Regions from separate parts of the Sus scrofa genome. Here region 2 is linked to region 1. The links are chromatin contacts, called in public Hi-C maps. All regions are on one chromosome and are shown on one strand. The core of a region is the stretch at or near the end of the contact, and the rest is flanking DNA. Distances in the headings are between cores, read along the strand shown. Region 1 holds the start of GFM2 (ribosome-releasing factor 2, mitochondrial). Region 2 holds the start of HMGCR (3-hydroxy-3-methylglutaryl-CoA reductase).

Region 1 (3,857 bases), core at 283-2,782:
CCTAAAATAACAGTATTTGCAAAAAGGGCATATTTACATTGTAAATCAAGTACAATCAAAAAAAATTTTAAGGCACTATTGATCAGAGATTAAAACTGGAAAAGTTCCAAAAAAACACCATGTGCTAATGATTTTTAACCCACAGGCAACTGTGCTCAGGGTGCCTAATCTTTAGCTTACAGGTGACTGTGTTCAGAATGCAATCAAGCCAGTGAGAAGGACAAGGAAGGACTTTAAGCTGTTCAATTTTAAAGTATTCACTTCTAAAAAAAAGCGGAAGGAATATAACTTTTCTCTTCGGTATATAAGATCCCTATATAATTATGTGTATCCCTTGAGAGGGAACCAGGATCCTGCCCCAAGGCTAATGTTTCTTGATTGCTCCTCCCTTGTCTTTGTATCCCTTTCCTTCCCTGATGATCAACTGTCTGAACCTGTCCCTTGGAACTTAGGGAGAATCAGGGGAGGCTGAATGAGGCCCATTTCCTAAAAACAAGAAAGGGGGGATAGAGAAAGGCTTTTGTGCCCAGGAGCCCCACAGGGACATGCTCAGTGACATGACTGGCTGAGAATAAAACCGTAGCCTCAGAGGGCCACCCCACACTGCAGTCAAGTCCCTAACCCACTGCACCACAGGGGGAACTCTTGTAAAGTTTCTTAATATAACAAATCTGATCCAAACTACCTTCACAGCCTTGTACCCTACCTTATACCAGCAACTCCCACCAAAATTCCCCAGATACACCATGCTCTGACATCTTGACACCACTGCCTGAAAGCAGTCCTGGAATTGACAATGCCACACACCTGGTAAATTTCTATTTGATCTTCAAGGCCCAGCTTAGAAGACTTTGCTAATTTCCTACAAATTTACTTCCTTCTCTGTGCTTCATAACACTTGGAACTTATATTTACTCATGCCAAATACATTTCCAAGTTTTCTCCACTACCATCAGCTCCCCAAAAGAAGGGATCTTCTTAAAACAAATCCACTCAACATCGTCCTGTGCACCAAAAGTCCTCAGGATTTCAGAAATTAGTCCCCGAAAACAGGACGTTGTCTTTTCTGACAGTAGAGACCCAGTAATTTTACTTTCCTCTACAATAAGTTTTCATTCCTCGTCATTCTTCTCAATCATGAACACATTACACACGCCGACAGGAGCAAAGATCAGTCGCTCTCGCTTAAAAGAGAGAAAAGCCTACACGTGGGCGGACACAGGGCTGGGGAGTGATAAGGGCGAGACCTTGCTGTCCTCATATTTTCCTGGCTATAGCATCCTAGAAGGTCGCCGGTGGCCACTGTGGGGCATAGTCCTAGGCACGCTGGAGTAGCAATAAGCGGCCCGGTACGCACCTGGCATTCGGTCGCATTCCGTATTTCCGCCTTTCCCCGCCGGGCTGGTGAGAGCAGAGGTGCCGGTGGCACTCACGCCTGCAAAGGCCTCACGTCACTATCTCCTACCTGCCTGAACGCCGGAATACCGGTGAATGGAACCTCAACCTTTTTTGCTCCGCCTCCACAGGCGTGGCACTTCACCACTTCCGGCGGTACCTCTCCCAAATGCCGCCGGCCAGCAACTTCCGCCCTTCGAGCTGAAACTGAAGAACGACGGCTCGGAACGGCTGCTTTGTGCTTTCTGTGAGGTCGGTCGTTCTAGAAGCGACCCTTTCCTGTCGCGGCCGGCGTGGAGTCGGCTGGTGAATCTCTGAGATCCGAAAATTAAGAGTTTCTTCTCGTCCCCGCTGCTCCGCCGGGTGGCTCGGCGGCCGTCACCATGGTGAGGAGGTCGCCTCCGGCACTCGCACTCTTGTCCTAGAGCCTCAGAGGTGGCGGGGCCCAGGGGCTCGGGCTGGCGGTGAGGGGTGGTAGGCGGAAGTGAGGTGCTGCTGAAGGAATGAGGGTGGACTTTGAGGTGCGCTCTGTGCAGCGAAAACTTCACTTTTGGGACAGAGTAGAATTTTTACCAGAGAACGAGCTGTGGAGCCTGACAGGTTTCACTGTGTTAAATTCCTGGCTTCGCCCAAAGTTGTGTGGCCATCAGTGCCAGAGACTTGTGATTCCTCTATAGGAATCACTTTAATCGGGCTTTAATCGCGCATCACTCTTCAGCTCTAGCAGCTAATGAATTGCAGAGCCAGGTTTACAGGCCGCAACAGACTGCCAGAGACTTTGTTTCTGCTCTGTGTTTAATGTTTTTCTCTACAAAATGGCATTCCACATACCTTTTTCACGGTTGCTGCGAAGTTTATGTGACAGAAGTAAAAATGTACAAATAGCGATGATATTGAAAACACCACACCTGATAACGTAGTACTTTGTTGATTGTTACTTACTCTCCGTGCTGGAGTCGGGTATACACCTTTTATTTTTTAGTCTTAAAATACAAATGGACTCTGGTGGTGTGTTTAAAATAAAACAAAATTGGCATGTGAAATTAAAAATGCACTTAAAAAGCAAAAAGGGATCCCATACATTGCTAATGAAACGTAGCAATAATACAGCCACCTTGAAAACAGTTCAGCATAGGTCTGCAGAAAGACTTATGTGCAAATATTTATTCACTATAAACTGAGAACAGCCAAAGTATCCATCGGTTGACAAATGAATAAACAAATGGTGGTATATCCTCCAATGATTGCTTGTCAGTAACAGGGGTTGAAATAGGATACGTGCAACAACCTGAGGGAATCTGACAAGCCTTGGGGTAAGTGAAAGAAACTAGATGCAAAAGTCTGTACTGTAGATTCCATTTACATTTCATTCTGGAAAAAGGAAAACTAGAACAATAGGTATCAGGTTGGAGGTGGGAAAAGAGGACTGATTTCAAAGTGACAAGGGAAATTTTAGGAGTGTTGGAAATATTTTTAATCTTGATTGTGGTAATACAGAGCTGTACAGCTTGTCAAAACTTATATAACTCTATACCTACACCTCAGAAGGGCACATTTCATTGTATGTATGTAAATTATGCTTCAGTAAACCTGAATAACATTTTAGATTTTCAAATAAAGTATACAAATAATGATGGTATTGAAAAGCCAGGTTACTGATGTTCAGAAAAGAGAGATTCTGGCATCAGATCGTCCCATTTGTGGTCCATTGGATTTCAGACAGTTCCCTTCACAGTAACTTCCACTGAGATTATTACAGATGTTAATCCTGATGTGTCATGTTATCCAGGATCAAAATTTATGTAACCTACATCATGCGAATTGGATTAATAGATTAATTTAATCAAGTGAACAGTGGATGCCATAGGACTTTCTATACTTCTTATGCTGTTCAAGAGAAAATATTTTAGAATAATTGTCATTAATTTTTTTAAAAAGTAACACTTCTTTCATCATTATAGCCACAAAATGAATATATTGAGTTACACCGTAAGCGCTATGGATATCGTTTGGATTACCATGAGAAAAAGAGGAAGAAGGAAGGTCGAGAGGCCCATGAACGTTCAAAGAAGGCAAAAAAGATGATTGGTCTGAAAGCTAAGCTCTACCATAAACAGCGCCATGCTGAGAAAATACAAATGAAAAAGACGTAAGTGATCATTTATTTGTTGTACCAAGTTAATGTCTCTTGAGTAATAGTTATTAAAACTGATAATCTTGAATCTTTTTCTTTCTTGGTAGTATTAAGATGCATGAAAAGAGAAACACCAAACAGAAGAATGATGAAAAGACTCCACAAGGCGCAGTACCTGCATATCTACTGGACAGAGAGGGACAGTCTCGGGCTAAAGTACTTTCTAATATGATTAAACAAAAACGAAAAGAGAAAGCGGTAAGCCATAAAAATTGAAGTCTTTGTTTTTGTTGTTCTTGTTCAGGAGAATCATTTAAATTCAAATTTG
Region 2 (3,993 bases), core at 95-2,594, 540 kb after region 1:
TTCCTTATAAATGGAAATATTATCTATTTCCTAGGGATTATGAGATTTTAGTAAGATAAGTTTATTAAAACTCCTACTGAGTGTATATAATATGTATCAGGGACTGTTTCAAGTTTCAGTGGACTGCAGTTCCTGCTCTTAAGAAATTTCCACATAAAAAGTTATTAAGACAAGTCACAGAATATGGACATGTTAATGGTGGTTACAGTAGGGAGAATGATATGTATCTGATGGAATCAGGAAAAGCGGTGACATATGAAATGGTCCTTGAAGGAGTTAGGATTTCAACAATTAAAATGTGCAGGCATATCTACGTCAAACAAAGAGAACATAAAGAGGGAGGTAAAAAGGTACTGAATGTACTGAAAAAAGGTCAGTTACTCAGGTTGACACAGTGAGAGACACACAAGAAATATGGGGTGGGGCCATACTGGGGTTCCCAGATTCTTTAAACCAGTAGACTGTGAGCAACTCTCCATGGTTTGGTGGCAGATCTACAGAACAATAGGATTGGAAGGTGGAAGCACTTAAGAGTGGAGAGACCAGTTAGGAGAGGCTGTTGCATTATTTCAGGCAAGATATAATAAAGGCTTGCAGCAGGGAGGGGGCAAGGGGAAAGCAGACAAGACAAAGAAGGCACATTTCAAATCTGTAACCAGTGCCTTGCACTGGAGGGAGAGAGGGAGAAAAGGAGAGAAGGAGATGGGAGGAAATGAGACAGAGACCTCAAGACTGGAGCCATTTACACTATTTATAGTAACAGGTAAGTCACAGTAAAATGTTGGTTTAGATTTCAGATATGGGTCTGCTTGAGATTTGGGTTAAACTTCTCTGCCACCTTCCCTTTTTTATTACACCGTTTTTCAGAGCCACCTTCACTTCCCTCCACCACTCTCCACTGAGTAATTGAGTTTTCTATCCTTGACCTGACCCTGCGTTTATCTGCACGCTCCAATTCTGCTCGCTACTACTGCTTCCCATAGTACTTTCACAGGCGGGGTGACCGCAGGTCAGGTCCTGGGCTGTAGGACACTCCACCAGCCAGATCCCCTATCGTCTTCGCCTAGACAGCTTCCATGCGTGCGCCCCCACGTCTCTTTGACCAATAGGCAGACCCTGGTGCTGGGACTCGACTGGCTATTGGTTGGCCGAGCCGTGGTGAGAGATGGTGCGGTACAAGTTCTCTGCACTGGTGAGAGCTATGGGCGGTTGTTAAGGCGACCGTTCGTGACGTAGCGCCGTCAGGCCGAGCAACCCCCAGATGATTGGCTAGACGATCGGACGATCCTTCTTTATTGGTCGCAGACTCGCCCGGTTCCGAGCGTGCGTACAACGAAGGTTCCTTCCGCTCCGCGTCTCCGTTGACTGGAGACGGGCGGAGCGCCGGCTTCCCGGGTCTGTGTCCTCTAGTGAAACCAGGAGGTGAGGAGGGCGGTGGCCGGGGCGGCGGTAGGTGAGAGCTGATTAGGGTCGTGTTGGTGGAGGTTTTCGAGCTCCGTCCAGCCCTGGGAAGGGGAAGCCGGCACCTCCTGCAGACCCGGGGGGAACTGTGCTGGTGGGTTTGCCCGGAGTGGAGCCCGGCCCCGCGGGGACTGCGAGGAGACGTCCTTGAGGCGCAGCTGGCCGAGCCGCGGCCGGCACCGATGCCGGGGAGCCCGTTGGCCAGGCTGGGCCGGAGGGGGTGAGGCGGGCAGGTCTCCGAGGGGCTGCCGTCACCATCGGTAGACCGGCGGGGTGTGGCCGGGTTAGTCGGCTCTGTCCGAAGTCGGCGGTGCTGGCCGCTGGGTCACGATCGCCAGGCGGAAAGAGTGCCAGGCAGGGTGACCTCGGAATTCCCTAGATTCGAGAAATACTGGGGGCTGCGGGACAACCGAGCCCGCATCTCGGGGAAAGGACTTGTCCGTCAGGTGTGGGCGTTCACGCCCAGGCTGTGCTGTTCACACCAGGCTCACGCCCTGGCGCTGCCGTTCGTCAGCACCTTTTTTTCCCGTAAATGATGCTGACTAGCTCAGAGTCTGAAAGAACCTTAGATCTGCATACATGCACCCGGTTATTTCCAGGAGAAACGGATTGAGAGGATGCAGAGCCCAATGTAGAGACTCAACCAAAGGATCCTAAAGGATTTTTTTTTTTTTTTTTTTTAAGGGGCAGAGTCTCCTTGGTGCTGATTTCCTTGAGTCCAAACCTAGTAGGTTTTCCGGAAATATTTGGTTTTGAATAGGATAAACATACCTTGGAGGTTCAAAAATAGAACAGACAATTTTTGCAGTAGGAAGAGGTTGATGTACTCCATCTTAAATGGTCGTTTGAGATTTTTCGGATTTGAGGACATGCTTTCTTAGACTTGGTCCTGAGAAGTCATGGGAAACATTAATTTCCAGGCCATTCTAAATAAATTCTGTATAATTTCAGATCCCGCAGTGTAGAGAATGTATTTTTTGTTTGCTCGTGAATTTATTTTTCTCTCTGTGCAGTGAAAGACATTTTATGATTTAGAGGTAATCTAGCAAAGGCCCAGAGTGTACTTTGGGGATAGACTGGATTTTGAGGGCCTCCTTTGTGGTAGTGTCTTTCCATTTAGTGATAAACTTGGCAGTAAAGAAAAATGGGAGTTAGTAATATGAAAACTAAAAAATGTGCAAAGATTACATCATTAACATGTGAAAACTGTTGAGGTGGCATGAGCATTTCAAGATAGTGTGCGCATGTGCACATGTATGCATGTGTTCTTTTTATTCTTGCGTGATCTATATCATGGAGCAATAACCACTTAGATCAGTATCTGATTAGGTTGACCATATGAAATTCCTGATGTTTGAAATGTGTCCATTTTCCCCCTGCAAAAATAGCAGTTTCATATGGCTCACTTAATACTTCTTCGTCAAAGAACTCTGGAGCACTAGCTTTTTAAGTGCATAGAAAAAAATATGACTTACTCACAAAGAGGTTCCATGTCATAAAACTGGGTGTAGATTCCGGTTTCCTGATTCCACTGAGAGAATTTATTTCCCCTAGGATACTAGGTTGAACAGGAGAATTCTAGATCCTGTTGAAATTTAAAATGACTCAGTATAAGACATGGTTCTTGCCTTCAGAGAGACAAAACATACACAGCAATTAATTGAGGACAATGTAAGGTAGTGTATAATCAAACACTGGAATGAGTGCTGAGTGGGGGGAATGAATTAGAGTGGGATGCCAAGGCATCCTTTTCTGCATTTGGCCATAGTAGGTGGTTTTCCTAGCATATTGGGTTAGAGTTGGAGGATTCAATTTAAAGTATCCATTCTTTTGAATAATCTGTGAAATGTGTAGCATACTTCAGTCTGAATAAGCAAGGCATGCACTGCCTCGCTTGATTTTTTTAAACTAAAATTTATTTTTATTGCAGCATGGCCTAAGTATTGTTTTTTGAATTTGTGTGAGATGGATGTCCCTGTAGCCGTCTGGCGCCACTTGAAACTGCTGATGAAGTTGGAAGATTAGATTCTATGGCATTTAAATGCTTTGCACAATCACAGGGAACTAGGGAGGGTACCCATGAGAAATGAGATTGTGTGCAGTTATGGTTACTTTGACACACCTTTGTGTATTTGGTTACTCATTTTGTATTTCCAAATGTATTTATTGCTCTGTGTTTGGGGGTGGTTCAAGGGATCATGTGTATATCTTTCCCTGAATGTTGCAAAGATAACTTTACACCTAAGAAAGAAATGTCCCAGAATTGACAGTGCTGCTACCTTAAAGCTTTTGAGAGAAAACATAATGTCCCTAATATATAACTATATATTAATAATGCTAAACCTATTTGACCAAATTGGGTTGCCTTCCTGCTAGTAGTTCAGATTTTAGTCCAACTGAATTAACTTTTTAATAGTGAATACATTAGATGAAATATTCTAAATTGAGACAAGGGTTTTGGAAGAAGGGAGTGTTAGAAATTTGACCTACTTTCAAAATGTGTTTTTAGTTAATTAATTTTCTGGAACATTG

Evidence for each region. A called contact is a pair of places that touch in the nucleus more often than the background predicts.
Region 2: a contact with region 1 is called in a Hi-C map of skeletal muscle, with 6 times the contacts expected there. The contact joins the promoter of HMGCR here to the promoter of GFM2 in region 1. A contact is called at or near these places in 2 of 47 Hi-C or Micro-C datasets (embryonic fibroblasts and skeletal muscle).

Annotation. Positions count from the first base shown.
Region 1 is chr2:83,842,300-83,846,156 of Sscrofa11.1, forward strand. It overlaps GFM2 (ribosome-releasing factor 2, mitochondrial), which reads right to left and starts at 1,533. Exons shown (of 22, transcript XR_001307056.2): 1 at 1,358-1,533. It overlaps NSA2 (ribosome biogenesis protein NSA2 homolog), which reads left to right and starts at 1,594. Exons shown (of 6, transcript XM_003123703.4): 1 at 1,594-1,781; 2 at 3,357-3,544; 3 at 3,637-3,787. The coding sequence starts at 1,779.
Region 2 is chr2:84,378,901-84,382,893 of Sscrofa11.1, forward strand. HMGCR (3-hydroxy-3-methylglutaryl-CoA reductase) reads left to right here and starts at 1,345. Exons shown (of 20, transcript NM_001122988.1): 1 at 1,345-1,422.